Regions from separate parts of the Sus scrofa genome. Here region 2 is linked to region 1. A link is a contact called in public HiChIP or PLAC-seq data. All regions are on one chromosome and are shown on one strand. Each heading gives the region's core, a stretch centred on a gene start, on an enhancer-like site or on the middle of the called end of the contact. The rest is flanking DNA. Distances are from core to core; before and after follow the strand shown.

Region 1 (3,682 bases), core at 866-3,365:
CAATATTTTATGTTTCTGTTTTATCGCCCATAGAAAATATTGTATCTGTTTTTATAGATCCTATAGAAATTCAAACAGAATAAGCCTGGATAAGACAGAATCTGCAAAGTTGGTTTCTCCCACGGTGGGCGGCAGAATCTTGACTCAAATGCTACTATAAGCTTGTATTGAGCTAAGGTTTTTGAGCACATGCTTTGCGCCAGGAACTGGGCTAAGTACCCTACTTATAGTTTCTCATTCAATGATCACAATAACCCTATGAGGTGCTGTAATTATACCCATTTTGTAGATAGGAAAACTGAGTCTTGGGGAAGTAGGCTGCACACAGACAAAAAAGTGTCACAGACAATTAAGACACCCATGGAAGTGCCTTCGCAGTTAAAGGCGCAAATACTGCAATCGACTCTGACCTGCCATGCACGAGTTCTCGCGTGAACTCCTGACGCTCCTCTTTAAGACACTAGTCAGACCCCCGGCCAAGAACCTCTGTTTTAGGATCTTCCTTATGTTGCTTCTCCTTATACTCATTCCCTTGGTAACTTTATCTAGGCTCATTTTAAATTTTTATTTATTTATTTATTTTCTTTTTAGGGCCACGCCTGCGGCATGTGGATGTCTGGAGGCTGGGGGTCCAACAGGAGCGGCTGCTGCCGGCCTTCGCCACAGCCACAGCAACCCCAGATCTGAGCTGCATCTGCACCTACACCGCATCTTGTGGCCATGCTGGACCCTTAACCCACTGAGCGAGACCAGGGATCAAACCCACATTCTCATGAAGATTACGTTGAGTTCTTAACTGGCTGAGCCACAAGGGGAGCTCCGATTTCCTTGCTTATAATGCTTACTCTTGGCCTCCTTCTGCTGTAGCATAAGTTCCATGAGGACAAGGATTTTTATATTTCCTATTCCTTGATAAATCCCCCACACAAGAACAGTATTTAACAGAAGCAGATGCTCAATTAATACGGAATGAATAAATAAATCATCAGAGCTGAGATTCAATCCGGGCTGGTCTTAGCAACTATCACTGTGGCGCCCTCTACAGAGGAGACTCGCACAGTCCCTCTGATGTACGGCTAGACTAGAAACCAACATCCCGAAGCCGACATTCCTCGGTAAGAGCATCCTCCATCCACCGACTGTCTTCGCTTAGACATCACAACCGATTTCTTGACGGTATCATCTGGTTCATATTAGGATAGTATGAGGCAGAGAACAGAAACAGGTAAAGCAAGCAGAGTCAGAGGCTGGGCTGGGGGACAATGTGGAGAGAAGGCAAGAGGCACAACAGGGACAAGTCACCAGCGCAGCCCACCTGGCAAGAAGCCCCAGGAAAGAAAGCTTCAAATCGTTTCACCCTGTTTTCTCCGCTGTGTAGAAACGGCTCAAGGATCTGATCTGTTTTGGGACTTGGGGTTAAATTCAAGTCTCGAGGGAGGACGTCATTAACCAGGAGCCCCAAAATGATGATGGAAATCAAAATGGCGAGTTAGAATTTAAGATTTCTAGCGAGTCCTGAGACTCCCATGGCACTGCTGCTTGTTGCAAACGAGAATCAGGTCTCTCCGTGGGCTCCATTTCAGAACAGCTTTTCAAGTAGAGGCTGCAGTACTCGAATGCAACTTAAGGTGGCGCTCTTGCTCTACTCAAAGGAATCAGGCTTCTCTGCTGCGGGCCACGCCTCACAGGTTTTTTAATTCCAAGAAACTCCAGTGACTCAGCCAAGGGAGGAGGAAGCATAAAATATAGACGAAGGATACTGCCTAATGCCCAGTGTACACAAGCTTGCCATCACCACCACCGACACCGAAAATTACTTTTTAGATGTATCCTTTCTTGGGCATCCCATCTTTTTGGTAGGATTTAGCACACACTAGGCAAATAACCACTGGAGCAGTGCCCTAAAACTGCCAGTGTGTAGGAAAAGCCCTAAGAGGGTACCATATGGGTTGAAGGTACCATTTTGTCTTGTTTCTGCCTGCTCCAGCAGAAAGGCCACCTCTCACGGTTTAGGGTTCCTTTCTTTTCAAGTCTTCAGGGCTGTCTTTTGGGGAGGTGAGCCATGATAGCCCCAGGGCAGGGCCTTGGTGCCAGCTTGCGTGTTTGTACATACAGGGCGTGACTCACACGGATTGCACAGGACTTCAGCTGCCCGCAGTTCTGCGGGAACAGAGTCTGTCTGTGCCTGCTGGGCAAACCCCTCAGTTAATCCTGCTGGTGGCCAAGACCATACCCTGTCATTAGGCCATGTATTTGACCACAGAGCTCAAAACATTTTAACGGCATGGGCTTGCTTAATCCTTGTCATCTTCGCCAAGTCTCTGATGCCCTTACATTTCAGGTTTCTGCTTTGCTTTGCGTATGGGGAAACCAGGCCAGAAACGTTGAGCGACCCTGCAGAGGTCATCCCAGGATTCAGAATTAGAATCATGGACACTTGACCTTTAATCAGAGGTGCTGACTTTCCAAATCTCTGCCTTCTTCCTCCCTACAACCCAATTCCCCCCCCCCCCCCCGCCAACAATCCTTTCCTTGTAGATATGGCATTGGTTTGGTTTATTCTTAGAGCATACACGGTCCCACAAGGACACAAATCCATGTCGGATTCTGTAGTTTTAAGCAGAGGCAACAATGTAGAGTTACTGGTATAACCCAAGAGTATGCAGAATCACCTACTTTTCACACTGGAGCCTGACTGCAGAAATAAACACACCGTCTCCTTCTTAGAGATACACAATTCGGCACGGCAGACTAGGAGCCCTGAGACATCCTGTAGGAAATAAATGGTTTAACTCCTTTAACCACATGTTTTCCAAACTTACTGAAACATACATGACTTTTTCCCGGAGTATCTCTCGATTTGCATCATTGGGGTCATCGTCCTTGGAAGAGCCTTTTGGAAATGCTGAATAATAGTATAATCCCTCTGTGTAGCCTAGGGTTGGGTGTGTAGGCAAAGACCTCCACTCGTGGTCCACCTTGCCATGCTGGGGAATTCCAGAGTTCACAGCATTAGTCTTAGAGTGAGTGGGATTTTTGTGGTCACCCACAGCATCCTGATAGTTGACAAAAGCCAAGTCCCATGGCAGTTTTCCGAGCCTGAGATTATAAAACAGAGAGTAGATTAAAAGCTGCTCTCTTCTTCTTTTTTTTTTTTTTTTTTGGCCATGCCTGCAGCATGTGGAAATTCCCAGGCTAGCCGATCAAATCGGAGCTGCAGCTGCTAGCTTATGCCACAGCCATAGCAACGCAGGATCCCAGCCGCCTCTGTGACCTTGTGGCAACCCCAGATCCTTGACCCACTGAGCGAAGCCTGGGATCGAACCTGGAGCCTCACGGACAATATGTCAAGTTCTTAACCTACTAAACCACGGTAGGAGCATCCGCTCTTTCCTACTTCTGATGGGCCCTTTCCCATCCTTTCCAACTCACACAGGCATCTCCACTCAAGGTCACCTTGAGCCCTGTCAGCTATTCCGCCACTGGCATCAGTGGATACCTCCCCTTCCCGATTGTTTGAAAGTGTCCTTCAGCCACCTTCAGTCCTTTGAAAGACAGCTGGATTACCAAAAAATTTAAAAGAAAGAAAGAAAGAAAAGCTCTATTCTTCAGCTCCCTCCCAACCAAAGCCATAACCCTAGGGCAGTAATGCTTTTTTTCTTTAACGATAAAAGCCCCAACG
Region 2 (3,791 bases), core at 219-2,718, 550 kb after region 1:
TTTACTCTGGTGGCCGGTGAAAGGTAGAAATATGGCTTAAGCACCGTGCTTGGCAGAGCCCTCAGCCTGGAGCCTTCTGTGAGTGACAGCCCCACTCCCACCAACTGGGCACAAACAGCGTTCTTCCTGTGGCTCCTTTGTGACCAGTCGTGGCTGGAGTTGGGGTGGCGCTCAGAGGGTGGCCTGTGGACAATGCCCCGAGGGTCAGGGCTCGAGGAAGACCCACAGCAGCAGTGTTGTCAGCGTCTCTGTTTCGTAGCTGAGGAGGCAGGTGGAAGGTGTAGGCAGCTCCTCCAGGACACACGTCTCGGGACTGGGAAAGCCAGGTTTGAACCTCAGCTGCAGGTGCCTGAGCCCGCTCCGTACCCCACTTGTGTGTCCTAATGTCCCTGATTCGGCCTCTGGAAACTGTTGGATGTCACTCAGTTCTCACGGCAGCTTGATAAGAGAAGGCATATCGGTTCCATTTAAAATTTTTATTTGTGTATTTATTTATTTATTCATTCATTCATTCCCAGGCTAGGGGTCGACTCGGAGCTGTAGCCACTGGCCTATACCGTAGCTCATGGTAACGCCGGATCCTTAACCCATTGATCAAGGCCAGGGATCGAACCTGCATCCTCATGGATACTAGTCAGGTTCTTAACTCACTGAGCCACAATGGGAACTCCCCAGTTCTGTGTTTCAGGGGACAAAACGGAAACAGAGAGAGGGAGCCGATGGCCCGGGCTGGGCTGGCCAGGGGTCCCTTAGCTTCTCCTTTACACACCTCCCCTCCCAGACCGCGTCCTCGGCTCTTGCACTCCGTGCTCGTGCTCGATTTCCTGGCAGGGGACATGTCCTCACATGCCCAGCAGGCCCCACACATGGCGTTATGTCTTTGTTGTCCTAAAAAAAACCCTGACTACGGCTTTTGGGACCCGCAGCCCTGCATTTTCAAGTTGCCCTGAGCTCTGGAAGCCGTGGGGTCAGTCCCACCTCCACCTGATCAGGAAGGAGGACGTGGCAGGACAGAGACTTACTTTGATGACCACAGCCCGGAATTCTTGTCTCCGTGGACAGCCGCCCCCCCCCCCCCCCCCCCCGCCGCCACACAACCCCCGCTTTTCCTGTCAGCTCTCTGCACTGACCACTCAGCACGCAATTTCCGGGTCTCTGGCTTTTGACCCCCTCTCTGCTCCCAGCCCCAGTTCCTCGTGGTCCTCCCCGCCTTGCCTTTCACCCTGGGGCTGGCCCGGCCCTTGCCTGCGCATCCGCAGAGGTTCCTGGCCACCCGTTCTCAGGGCCCCTCCTTGCTCCTCTCCTGGGCTCCCGCGCTCCTGTCCGTAGTAACCCCTGGGGTCTCACAGGGCACAGCCCTGACCCCCTCGTGCCCTGTAACAATTGCCTGCAGCCTGCATCCGGGGCTCAGGGCTGGCCAGCTGGTCACCACAGAGCTGTGCAAACAAGCGCTGGATGTGTCCCTATTTGGGCAACGCTGCAAGTGAAAAATAATAAGTTAGAATCCCAGGAATGCAGAGTATTTGAAGATCCCTTAGGGAGAGTGCTCCTTCTGCAGCAAAGTGTGTCACTGGGGCGAAGGACAAGGAAGTGACTTTCCTCCAGGAGCGCCAAGCGCTGAGAAAGTTGGGGCTTGTGCGTGAAAGCTAGGGCGAAAGGAAGGTTTCTTTCTCATTTCAGCATTCCTCGAGTTGCTTAGAAATGTGCGTGGGCATGTTTTTAGTAACTTTGCTTTACTGTTTCTTAGGGCTTTTGGCTGAGTAATAAGATTATCAAGAGTCGGTCTGTGAGATCTAACAAATACAATACAGGGTGCCCTGTTAAATTTAAATTTCAGATAACAGGGAATCAATCTTGTTGGTATGAATATGTCCCCAGTGTTGCACAGGCATCCTGTATTTTTTCTTGCAACTGGGCTGAAGCATCTTCTCAGCAGCATATGAACCTTCATCCATAGCCAGGGTGCACTGGGTCCCTGCTCTATGCCAGTCTTTTAGGTCCTGTTATGTCACTCAGTCCCCCCATTTTCTATTTCATTTTACAAGTGAGAAAACACAAGCTCTGAGATACTAAATAACTCATCCAAAGTCCTGTGGCCTATAAGTGACAAAACCACAATTTTGACCTTTCTGACCCCAAAATCAGAAAAAAAAAATACTTTTTTTTTTTTTTGGTCACGCCCAGGGCATATGGAAGATCCCTGGCCAGGCCAGGGATAGAATTCAAGCTGCAGCTGCGACTGTGCCACAGCTTTGGTAACTCCGGATCCTTTAACCCACTGAGCAAGGCCGGGGATTTGAACCTACATCTCTGCAGTGACCCGAGCCCCTGCACTCGGGTTCTTAACCCACTGTACCACAGCAGGAACTCCTCAATACTCTTTCCTAAAACTACCCTGACTCCATCACATTCTCTCTCTGTCTTTCAGAAAAGCCCAGAACCCTCTCCCCCACTGCCCAGATACACATACACGCACACTCCTAAAAGGACAGAGACACCCTGTTTGTCAGTCTATGGGAAGCAGGTCTCATGAACAGCCATTTTTAAAGCTAGAAATAAATGCTAAAATCCATGTGGACAATCCAGGATGCTCTAGGGCAAGCTCCTAGACCCAACCCAATCCGCTGCAGCCTGATTCCCAGAAGGCAGCTGATAATTTTGAAAATCAGAAAACCAACTCAGAGCTCTAGAAAGATAATAAAGTCAAGAAGTGAAATAAAACATAAAACGTAAAAAAAACCTGAAGCCTGAGTTCATGGCCCCAGAAATAAACATCTCAGGTCAAAGTCAGACCACACCAGACAGACCTGCAGTGAGTGTGCGGGCGGCTGGTTTGCAAGGACAGCGCCCCGTGGAGCCCAGAGCAGGTGCGACAGACTGAGAGGCTGTTTGTCCGCTTAGGATCCCCCTAGTTGGAGAGCACTGGTCCACAGGAATTTTCGTCTGGGGGCCTGGGCGCTTGGAAGGAGGGTGTCTATGGAGCCGCCCGCTGGGCACAGGCCCAGGGCAATTGCAGCCTTTGCCCTCAGTAGTGTTTCCCCCGCTGAGCTTTGTGGAGATATTATGGGCATACGGCATAGGCAAGTTCAAGGTGCACAGTGTAGGATCAGATGCTGGCATATATCCCCCAATGATCGCCACTAATACAATTAGCTAACCCTCTCCCCACGTAATTTAAGTTTTGTGGCAACAACAGTTAAGATCTCCTCTTTTTTTTTTTTTTTTTTTGTCTTTCTGTCTTTTGTTGTTGTTGTTGTTGCTATTTCTTGGGCCGCTCCCGCGGCATATGGAGGTTCCCAGGCTAGGGGTCGAATCGGAGCTGTAGCCACTGGCCTACACCAGAGCCACAGCAACGCGGGATCCGAGCCGTGTCTGCAACCTACACCACAGCTCACGGCAACGCCGGATCGTTAACCCACTGAGCAAGGGCAGGGACCGAACCCGCAGCCTCATGGTTCCTAGTCGGATTCGTTAACCACTGCGCCACGACGGGAACTCCAAGATCTCCTCTTGTAACGACTTCCAAGTGTCTGACACAGGGTTGTTAGTGACAGACACCGCGCTGCGCCTTAGATCCCAGGTCGCCTTTCTCTTCTAGCTGGGCGTCTGTTTTACCGTCCTGAGGGCTCATTCAAGAGCGTTTCCTGCGTGTGTGCTTCCTCTTGTGATGGGGGCTCAAACGCCTTTTGTTTTAATGTTAAACTAAATGGCTGGACAGAGGCATTCCATTCTGCGGGATCTTGAGCTTCAGAGCAGGGAAGGACTCGGTGATGAAACAGACTGTTTTCTGT

The links. HiChIP or PLAC-seq counts read pairs in DNA pulled down with a chosen protein or histone mark.
Region 2: an H3K27ac HiChIP or PLAC-seq map of alveolar macrophages shows a contact between it and region 1. The contact joins two enhancer-like sites. A contact is called at or near these places in 6 of 47 Hi-C or Micro-C datasets (embryonic fibroblasts, heart right ventricle, mesenteric adipose tissue and 2 more) and 1 of 2 datasets of contacts at active chromatin or transcription factors (alveolar macrophages).

Annotation. Positions count from the first base shown.
Region 1 is chr12:11,496,451-11,500,132 of Sscrofa11.1, forward strand. No RefSeq gene overlaps it. Among named protein-coding and RNA genes, the nearest start is that of FAM20A, 110 kb to the right of the region's middle. Within about 2 kb of position 2,116, at least 25 of the 83 cell types and tissues checked have an H3K27ac peak or open chromatin away from gene starts, as enhancers often do. A contact at or near this core is called in alveolar macrophages and retroperitoneal adipose tissue, where this site is marked.
Region 2 is chr12:12,049,618-12,053,408 of Sscrofa11.1, forward strand. All of the region lies in intron 9 of RGS9 (regulator of G-protein signaling 9), which reads left to right. Among named protein-coding and RNA genes, the nearest start is that of RGS9, 36 kb to the left of the region's middle. Within about 2 kb of position 1,469, at least 31 of the 83 cell types and tissues checked have an H3K27ac peak or open chromatin away from gene starts, as enhancers often do. A contact at or near this core is called in alveolar macrophages and retroperitoneal adipose tissue, where this site is marked.